Regions from separate parts of the Canis lupus genome. Here region 2 is linked to region 1. A link is a contact called in public Hi-C data. All regions are on one chromosome and are shown on one strand. The core of a region is the stretch at or near the end of the contact, and the rest is flanking DNA. Distances in the headings are between cores, read along the strand shown.

Region 1 (5,141 bases), core at 572-3,071:
ACTCATCTACCCACCCACCCATCCACCCATCCACCCACCCATCCACCCATCCACCCACCCACCCACTCATCTACACACCCACCCATCCACCCACCCACCCATCCACCCATCCATCCACCCACCCACCTATCCACCCACCTACCCACCCATCCACCAACCCACCCAATCATCTACCCACCCACCCACCCATCTACCCACCCACCCATCCACCCGTCTATCCACTGATATTTATTATGCACATACTAGGCGCCCACACTGTGCCGAGCCAGGAGGAGTCAGAGGTGAAGGTGACAGAGACCACCCTGGGCAGACAGGAGACCACACGCCAGACTCACACCCCGAGGCTGCGCAGCTCCCAGGGCCCCAGGGTGCAGACCAAGGGGGTGCAGTTGTTTGGGGGCTGAGGGCTCTGTGTTCGGGGCGGGCAGAGAGAGCAGCACCTGCGCGGACGGGAGCCGCTGGGCCCTCCAACGCCTCGTAAAGAGACTCCTCGAGGCACAGACCGATGCCTTTATAACGCTCCCTCCGTGCACAGAGGCATTAACATGACGTCTATCACCATGGCATCGAGGTGCTTAGACAACCTGCTCCCCCCGGAGGTCGGAAGCAGCGTGAAGCAGATTATCTGTGTCTCACTGTGACATATGCGATCATGTATCACTGTGATGGATCAACAGTCAAAACCGCTGGGGTCCCCGCCGCCCCCTAGCTGGTAGGAGGTGGCTTGCGTTTATGTCGTCCTCCTCACCTGGGGGGGCAGTCCCCACCTCCCGGCCTCCACCCCCCCCACCCCCCCCACCCCCGTGCTGCTGGTCGGAGGAAACGGAGGAAACAGCGTCCCTCCGGCCTTCAGGGTGCACGTGCAAAGCTGACAAGGGGAGAGGGTCCCCCCTCTGTGCCACGAGCGGGGCTCCCGTGGAGGTGGGGAGAAAGCAGGCTTCGCACAGCCCAGCCTTGGATGCTGGCCCCACGCACCTGCCCTGATCTTGAGCAAGTTGCGCAGCCTCTCGGGGGCACGGTTTTGTCTGTCGTCAAATTGGGATAATCGCATTCATCTCGAGGGTTAATGGGTTCTGCTGGAGAGGGGCGGTGAAGTGCTGGCATGCGCCCAAACGCAACCACATTCACCCCAGCCTCTTCTGCGGGGCCGGGATCCCCTCCACCCCCATCCCCTCCACTTCCGCGCCCCCTTCCCTGGGCCGCTCAGGGGCATGCGGGCAACTGTCTGTGCCCCCAACCTCACCCAGCTCGCCCGGGCTGGGCTCCAGAATGCCAAGGGTAACAGCCCAGGGTGCTGGGGGCAGGGGGGCGGTGGCCACGCCTTATCCTACCTGTTGTCAGTGTCTGCGTGGGCGGGGGGGCGGTGAGGAAGGGGGGGCGAGGAAGGGGGCTGTGGCTCCACCCGCTGAGGAAGCAATTCAGTTGTCTGCTGGTGGGGGAGGGGTGAGCTCAGGCTGAGGGAAGCTTCAGGAAGGAAGGACATTTCAGGTGGGTGAGAGAGGAGGCAAGTGCTGGGGCTGTGTGATGTGAACACAGTTTTAAAAGTTTCAGATGTGGGACGCCTGGGTGGCCTTTGGCTCAGGGCATGATCCTGGGGTCCTGGGATCGAGCTCCCTCCCCGCAGGGAGCCTGCTTCTCCCTCTGCCTCTGTCTCTGTCTCTGCCTCTCATGAATAAATAACCAAAATCTTAAAAAAAAAAAAAAAAAAAAAGTTTCAGATGTGAGCAGCTAAACCAAGCCCTAGAGTTACTCGTGGGACTCCTGCATCCCCTCGGTCACTAGTGTCTACCGGATGGGCCACCAGATAGAAGGGCACCCAGGACGGGAGCAGCACACCACACGGGGTGGAGCAGGAAACCCCGGACTCCTCACCTGGTGGCCTGTGCCCACTGCCTGCTCAGAAAGTCCAAGGTCATTAAGGGGAGCAGACCGAGTGAGGCCCCGAGGAAGCAGAAGCGAGGCCAGGGAGGAGCTTTGTGGGAACTCAAAGGGGAACTGCGGCTGCCAGCAGGCCATCCCCTCCCGAGGACGAGAGGAAAGAGGAAGGCTGAACAGGAGGCCCCGATGGAGAGCCGGCCTCCGCGGCGGTGGGCCCCGCCGGCCGCCTCCTGGGGCCCCTGGCTCCTGGGTTTGCTGCTGTTCCCCTGGACCCTGCAGCTCACAGGTACGCTGCCTCCTTCCCACCAGCTCCCTGGCTCGCACATCAGAGCGGCTTTCATCTGCCGGTGCAGCTAATTCCTGGGGACCTGTCTCGGGAGATTTGCTGGTTGCGTTTGAACATTGCAGACTTCACAGGGGAAGCCTTCGGGGAGCCAGGAGATGTTTAGCTAATGCCTCGCCAAGGTGGCTTTTACAGGGGTGGGGGCAGCGCTCCCCCCTCCCGGCTGTGTTAACAGCCCTCCTCCCGCAGCCTGACCTCTGGGCCTTCAACACGGTATGGGGGGGGGGGGGGGGGCGTCAGGATAGGTGTGGGGCCGGTGGGGAGGGACAGCTTGCCCCCAAGGAATCTGATGGTGGAGTCACCGCGTTGTCCCTGCCAAGCGGCAGGGTCAGCCTCGGCCTCGTTCCCAGTGCTAACCAGGGAGACGGGGGTGGCCGAGGGCTGGCCAACAGAAGCATTGTGCCCTGGGACACAAAATTGTCACTATTGCCAGAAGGGGTGGCAGTCTCCACTTCCTGAAGTCACCCAGAGGCCACCTTATGTTATTTTATAACAGGAGCTTATGCCTTTCTCCAGGGCCAATGCTGCACCCCCTTCCCTGGTCCCAGATCCGCTCAGAAACTGGGTGGCCTGGATCCAAGCCAGGCCTGGGGGCATGTGCCATGGGGCAAGTCCATCCAGATCCCTGGCTGAGCAGGTTGGGGGGACACCCCCAAGGGTTTGCCTCACTGGGGCTGCCCTCACTGGGGTCCCTCCCTGCAGCTCAGTCCCTCCCTGGGCAGCCCTGGCCCCCTGGGGTTCCTTGGATCCCCCACCCCACCCTGCTGTGCAGCCTAGATGTTTTTCTTCCTATTCACCTGGTCTTCTCTGAGGCTTCCAGGAGGGCTCCCGACTCTGCTTCATCCTCTGCCTTTCATTTAATAGCATAAACAGTAAAGATCTAGACAATGAGTGGAGGTCAGGTTTAGACCTGAGTCAGCCTGAACCCTAAGCCAGGACCCTTGGCAGTGAGCCCCAGGGCTCCTCTCTGGCTTTCTTTGTAGAGAACATTCCTTATGTGATGCCTGGGTGGCTCAGCCATTGAAGGCTGAGCATCTACTTTTGGCTCAGGTCGTGATCCTGGGTCGGGGGATCGAGTCCTGCATTGGGCTCCCTGCGAGGAGTCTGCTTCTCCCTCTGCCTGTGTCTCTGCCTCTCTCTGTGTGTCTCTCATGAATAAATAAATAAAATCTTAAAAAAAAAAAGAACATTCCTCATAGAAAAATTTCCCTCCCCCAGGGAGGCAAGAGCTGACTGTGGTCCCTACTGCAGGCTCCTGGGCTGGGCCCCTTGTGACATCATCCCCTTTCATCTTGCACACCTTGCGTCCCTTCCTGCTCCCTCCCAGAGATGGCCAGTGACGAGATGGCCCGAGGAAATGCAGCTTGTTGGTGACAGTGCATCCAACTGGGTCATTTCCAACTTAATTTCCCTCAAATTAGTATCATTTCTTTTGGCGTGGCCCCTCCTCCCCAGAAGGGACCCAGCATACCTGGGTAACAGCAGGCGGACCACACTTTGCGGGGACACTGCGCTAAGAGGCGCTTTTGTAACCGTCTTAACTGTAAATAAAACAGCAGGATCCTCCCCCCCCCACCCCCAGTATTGCAGCAAAGGTTGTACAAAAGAGAAAGTCTGCTCTTTCACAAGAGGTGAAAAACCCTCAGGGTCCCCTGGAACCTCCTGGAACAGCAGAGAGCACAGTCACTCCTGGTCCTGCCCCTGCCCTGATTCACTCTGTCTGTCTGTCCGTGAAGCGGAGGGACAGCGTGCCACTTCCCTGATGCGTGTTGGGTACATACGCCAGGGCATAATCAGCTTGCCTTTCCATCTAGGCGCTGATGTTCACCGCAGGGGCCTGGGCAGGTTCCTGATGTCTCTGCGCCTCAACTGCCTCCTCTGTTAAATGGGTGCGGTAGTAGGACCTCCCTGTGTCACCCCCTGAGACTGAGTGGTTCGGGCACGTGGACGGGGCTCAGAGAATGTCAGCTACCCTCCAGCCTAGCAGAGCCAATCTGGGGTCCCTGTGACCTTGCCGGTGGCCTCTGGCGCACTGTGGGATGGTGTCCCAGGACTGCCCTTGCTCCCAACCCTCCTCCTCCTGTCGTGAGCCGGGTCTCAGGCCCACTCCCCTCCAGTGTTTCGAGCTCTCCGTAAATTCTACTTTGCTCAAAGGGTCTCGCAGCCACTTGTGGTTTCGTGGGCAACTGCTCACCCCCAGAGGTGAGTCATCCGAACCCCAGACTGGGAGCCGCTCGCTGTGCATCTGCTCGAGCCCTGCTTCTACAGGGCAAGGGCTTTGGGGCCCAGCGGACCAGGCTCAGGTCCTACCTTCTTCCACTGCCTGCTGTGTGACCTCGGACAAGTCCCTTAACCTTTCTGAGCCTCTGCATCCTCAGCAGATGTCAGAACTTGGCCTTCCCAGAACTCCGGGCTGTATTTATTTCTCAAATATCCACTGAGGAGTACGGGTTCTAGGCCCTGGGGGGTGAGGGGACCCGGAGGTGAACAACCCTTACTCTCAGCCTGGTGCAAAGGCTGAGGCTCACCCAGAGAATGTGACCCAACTTGACCCAAGGAGAGAGTTACCGATGCAGGTTTGCTCCCTGCCCCCTTTGCTCCGGACTCAGGTGTCACAGCTCTCTTTGTTGTCCAAAAGATGTTCAGGAGCCTCCCGCCTTCTTTCCCGCAGCTCCGAGCCTCTGCCAGGATTGGCCTCTGCTTTTCATCTTTGTCTAATCCCAATAAAGAGCTTTCGAGGCAGGCGGAGAGAAGCACCTCTCCGCTGGAGGTGGGGCAGGGGGAGTGTTCGCGGGGGCCTGGGAGCGGAGAGGGGGAGGAGGGGAGCAGGTGGGTGGGTGGCAGGCGCAGCGTGAATAAAGACGGGGAGGTCAGAAGGCAGAGCCGGGGGAGGGGAGGGGAGAGGTTCAGTCCCACGTTG
Region 2 (4,508 bases), core at 1,836-4,335, 140 kb after region 1:
ATTTGTAATCCCGGAGTGGCCCAGGCGCCTGGAGGAGGGCAGAGGAGTTTGTAATAAAGGGAGTGACACAGGGTTTCCAAAGCCATCTCTGCGCCGGAGGAGGAGGGAAAGGATTAATTTTGCTTCTGGAATTGAAACCACTGATTCAGTTCAATAAGTATTTTTTTAGTAGACTAGGTTAGGAGAGGGAAAAAAAAACAAACTCAGATCTACTGTTTTTCCTTAGAGTGGTAGGAAAAACATGATCCTCATAGATGAAGGCAAGAGAACAATAGAGGAACTCTAATGTGATCAAAGAGGAGTTCCCCCGTTGAGCTCCAGCCACTGTAGGATCTTGGGCAGTAACTTGCCCTCTGAGCCTCAGTCTGCTCATGTGTCCTATTGTGGCCGTATCGTGGAATGGTAGCTGTTGTTACCATGTGCCTGGTGTTGTACTGAATTCTTCATGCAGATCTCTTTAGGCTCCCATGATATCTTATTACCCCTTTTACGACTATGGAAAGCAGAGCTCAGAAAGATAAAGTGATTTGTCCAAGGCTACACAGCCCGGAAGTAACCCATATCTGTCTTTCGGCCATAATGCCCACAGGTTCTTTTTCCAAATGGTACCAGAAGGAAAAGTAACAGGCCACCAGGGGTGAAGAGATCCAGGCTGGCCTTGCCCTGGGACTGGGGAAGGTTCCAGGTAGAGGTTGCCTGGGCAATGTTCTGGCAGGGTCCAAGAGGGTTGGGAGGGAGGAGCCCAGGATGGGAGAATCAGTCCCAGGATGGGAGGCAGGAGCAAACAAGAGCCTGGACTTAAGTCTCTATCTGCATTCTTTCCTTTTGAGTGAAGCTCTCTACATAGTTTGTGGCCATCCATTTCATGTTGCAGTTCCTCTGTCTGAGACCTGAGTGAGCTGAGGAGGATGGAAAAGGAAGGCAGGATGGTGCAGGAGGCTAAGGAAAAGGGCTTCCCTTCATGAGTTTTCTCAAGAAACTAAGGGTGCATCTAACACCCAGTGCTCAGAAAGCTCCCCTGCATCCTTCCAGGTTTGTCCAGAAAACATGCATCTGTGCTGAGAGTCCCCCCATCCTTTCCCTCTGTAGCCCTGACCTAAGCAGAAGCCAAGGCTGGTCTTTTAAAAGTCTGAGTGCCAAAGAATTTGAAAATGAAACTCACAGAACAATGGAACAGTCAGAGGGCAGGGCCTAGCAGCCTCTTCAGCTAGGCCCCGGAAGAGCCCAGCACCCTGCTTGGCATGCAAGAGGTGTTGGGGAATCAAGTCTCCAAGAATAGCCCTGACCCACATTGGAGCCAGCCCCCACTTTGTGAAATTGGACAGAAGCCAGCAGAAATCACTGCCTTCCCCAACCACATCCTCTTGAGGTGCCAGAACCAACTGAGGCTCTGCATCAGATCCCTTTACTGGGGGGCAGGTGTTGCCACAGCACGGACCCTCCCTGGGTGACCTGAGGTGACACAAAGCATTTGTGTCTGTAGCTAGGTGAGGCTAGAGGTGAAAGAGCAGAGCCAGGCTCAGGGGAGCTTTGTAACCTCAAATATACTGAAATCTGGGTCCAGGCCACACCTGGTTCCTATCAACCTCCACCTGCTGCCCAAAGCACTCTTCCAATTCCAATCTACTTTCAAGTTGGGTTGCTTCAGGAAAGGAAGCCACATACTCCCCTAACATCTAGGGTAGATGGGGGCCTAACTGGAATCCACAAATTTTAGCCAACATTAGGAGCATCTAGTTCAAACTCTCCTCCTTTCTGTTATACCAGTGGGAAACTGAGGCCCAGAGCCTGGACAGAAATTTGGCCGGATCTCTGGGTGAGTCAGAAGTAAGATCACAAACACTCTCAACGCATCCTACCCTCACTGGCCTTCTCCTTTTTGATAGCAGTGGGTCACAGGGAACAAACAACTCAGCGGTTGTTCTACAACTGAGGTTTTCTTAAAAAAAAGAAAAAAAAAGAAAAGAAAAAAAGCCAAGCCATTCCTTTGCTCCATAAAACATACATGAGGTTTGCAGAAGGCTGGGAACGGCCTGAGGCCTTGGCACCGCAAATCCTCCACCTTATCTCCAAATTAATTCTGGACCCTGGGTCCAGGCAGCCAGGCGTTGCAGCGTTTTAATGCCGCCGCGGGCGAAGGCAACTGGCTTTCCGTGAGTATCTCTCCTACATGCGAGGTTGGTGGGCCTCCCAGCTCCCCGCTTTTATTGCGGAGGAAACTGAGGAAGTTGTCTGCTATCTAGAGAGCCTAAGTCATTCATCCAAGGACACGCGGCGCTAAGGGGCGGAGGAGGGAAGGGAACCAGGCCCGCGGGGCCGGAGGGCGCCTGGCGGTCAGGAGCCGCCCCCGTGCCGGGCCGCGCCGAGCAGGTTCCCGGAGGAGGCCAGGCCCCCGCCCGCGGGCTCCCAGGAAGCCAGAGCGCGACTCTGGCGTCGGAGGCTCCAGGGAACTCCAGAGGTCCCAGGGAGGGATTCCGGGCCACCAAGTCCCCAGAAAGTTGGCTCGCGGCCACTCCCAGGACGGCCCGGAGCCGCCGGCCAAGATGGCCCGGGCGAGCCGCCGGCCGCACGCGCGGCGCCGGGCAGCTGCCGGGGGCCCCCCCGCGCGACCCGGGCCCCCGCGCGGGGGTCGCCGCGGCCCCGGCCCGGCGCGCGCAGGCCTCGGCGCCGCCGCACGCGGGTGGGCACGCGCGCGCCCGCCGGCCCCGCCCCCGCCGCCCCGCCCCCGCCGCGCGCCCCGCCCCGCCCCGCCGCGCGCCCTCCCGCCCGCCCGCGCGCCGCGGCCCCGAGCCTCCCCATTGGCCGCGCGCCGTCACCTGACGCTCTGTTATTTCCTGTGTGTTGGGAGAATGGAGAGAAAAAACCCCGAGCCGAGCCGCCTTCGGCCCCTGCGAGGCGGCCGCGGCCTCCGCCGGGGGAGCCCGCCCTGAGGCGCGCCTGAGCGGGGAGCGAGCGCGCGGGCCGGAGCGAGGCTCGAGGGGCCACGGCCCCGGCCCGCCCCGCCGCCGGCCCGGGCGCCGGAGCTGGAGGCGGCGGAGGCTCCCCCACCCCCACCTCGCGCAGCGCCGCCCGCCGCCGCCGCCGCCGCCGCCGCCGCCGCTCCCTCCCCTCCCGCCCCCGGCCGAGGCCGAGGGACCGGGCGGGGGGCTCCCGCAGGTAACCGCCGCCCGGGCCTGAGGGGGAGGGGCAGGGGGCAGGGCTGAGGGGCTGGGGCCGGGCCGGGGCTCCGGGCTCCGGGCTCCGGGCTGGGGGCCGGGGGCAGAGGTCCTAGCCCGGTCGGCCGGGAGTGCGGAGCCCCCTGGACTCCGAGGCCGGGGCGCGGGGTGCTGAGGGGAGCGGCCCGGCCCGGGGAGCGCAGAGGGGAGCGGCCCGGCCCGGGGGTGCGGGGGGAAGGGGCCCGGCCTGGCGTCGGGGCGCCGGGGGGTCTCGGGCTGGCCGCGGAGTCCGGCGGGGCTTGGCCAGCAGTCGGGGGAAGGTACCTGCTTGTCGCGGCCTGGGGTGCGGAGGCGGCGGGTGTGAGCGGGCGGCGCCCAGGGGTCCGCGGGTCGGCGCCGCCCCCCCCGGCACCCCCGGCACCCCCGGCGGCCCGCGGCGCTCGCCTCTCGGTGGCGGCTGGGGGCGAGGCCGGCGGGCGGGCTGGGCTTGGGCTGGGAGCGGCGCCCGGAGCCCGCGAGTCGGAGCGCGCCCCGCCGCGGGAGGGACGGGGGCCCGTTTATTGCCATGTGAACACCTGAAGCCATGTGGACGCGGCGGCTTCTCGCCTGTTGGGGGCGGAGGACAGGTACCGGCTGGCGGGGCGCAGGGTACCGGCGCGGGGGGCGGGGGGCGGAGCGCGGGACACACTTCCTGCGTGGGGTTTCTCCCCCTCCCCCGCCGCGGAGAGCCGGGCGACTGTTAGACCCGGCGGTCCCGGGTGCGAGCGAGCGCCGGTGTGGGGGTGTGGGGACCTGAGGCTGAAGCTCCTCGTTTCTTTCGGGGGCGGGGGGGGGGGTAGTGGTGGTGGAGGGAGCGTGGCCCATCGGCCCAGCGGGCTCTGGCAGCGATAGGAGGTGGAATGTCTCCTGCGCGCCGGGATGGGAGTGGAATTTAGTATATTGGGGAGGGGGGGGGCGCGGAGCGGTCGCCTTCCCGGGCCTGTGGGTGGGGATTATTGTCTGTGTTTGTGGTGTGGATGCTAGAGCTAGGGATCTGCTCGTCTGTAGGCATCCCTTTCGTTTGCCCTTAGGGGACAGATCAAAATTAGGACTTTCTCTCTCTCCCCCCCTCCCTTTTCCTCTTTGCTTTTTTTTCCCCCCCTCCAAGATTCGATGACTCTGGTAACTGCTGTAAAATGGATGGAATTTTTCAAGCTATTATCTAACAGGCAGATCTTTGAATGATAATTGGACCCTTATGTTAACAGCCTCAGTGAAGACTTTTATGAAACGTCTTACATGGGGTGGCAGCGGAACGTCTCACATGGTGGAGTGGGAAACTGCTCCGAAGTCCGACCTGGGAGACCAGGAACC

Evidence for each region. A called contact is a pair of places that touch in the nucleus more often than the background predicts.
Region 2: a contact with region 1 is called in a Hi-C map of blood, with 2.6 times the contacts expected there. The contact joins the promoter of TCF20 here to the promoter of NFAM1 in region 1. A contact is called at or near these places in 2 of 9 Hi-C or Micro-C datasets (amygdala and blood).

The regions. Positions count from the first base shown.
Region 1 is chr10:23,963,843-23,968,983 of UU_Cfam_GSD_1.0, forward strand. It overlaps NFAM1 (NFAT activation molecule 1), which reads left to right and starts at 1,822. Exons shown (of 6, transcript XM_038550330.1): 1 at 1,822-2,164. The coding sequence starts at 2,065. LOC111097638 (a long non-coding RNA gene) reads right to left here and starts at 1,124. Exons shown (of 4, transcript XR_005365541.1): 1 at 976-1,124.
Region 2 is chr10:24,102,102-24,106,609 of UU_Cfam_GSD_1.0, forward strand. It overlaps TCF20 (transcription factor 20), which reads left to right and starts at 3,086. Exons shown (of 6, transcript XM_038550333.1): 1 at 3,086-3,156.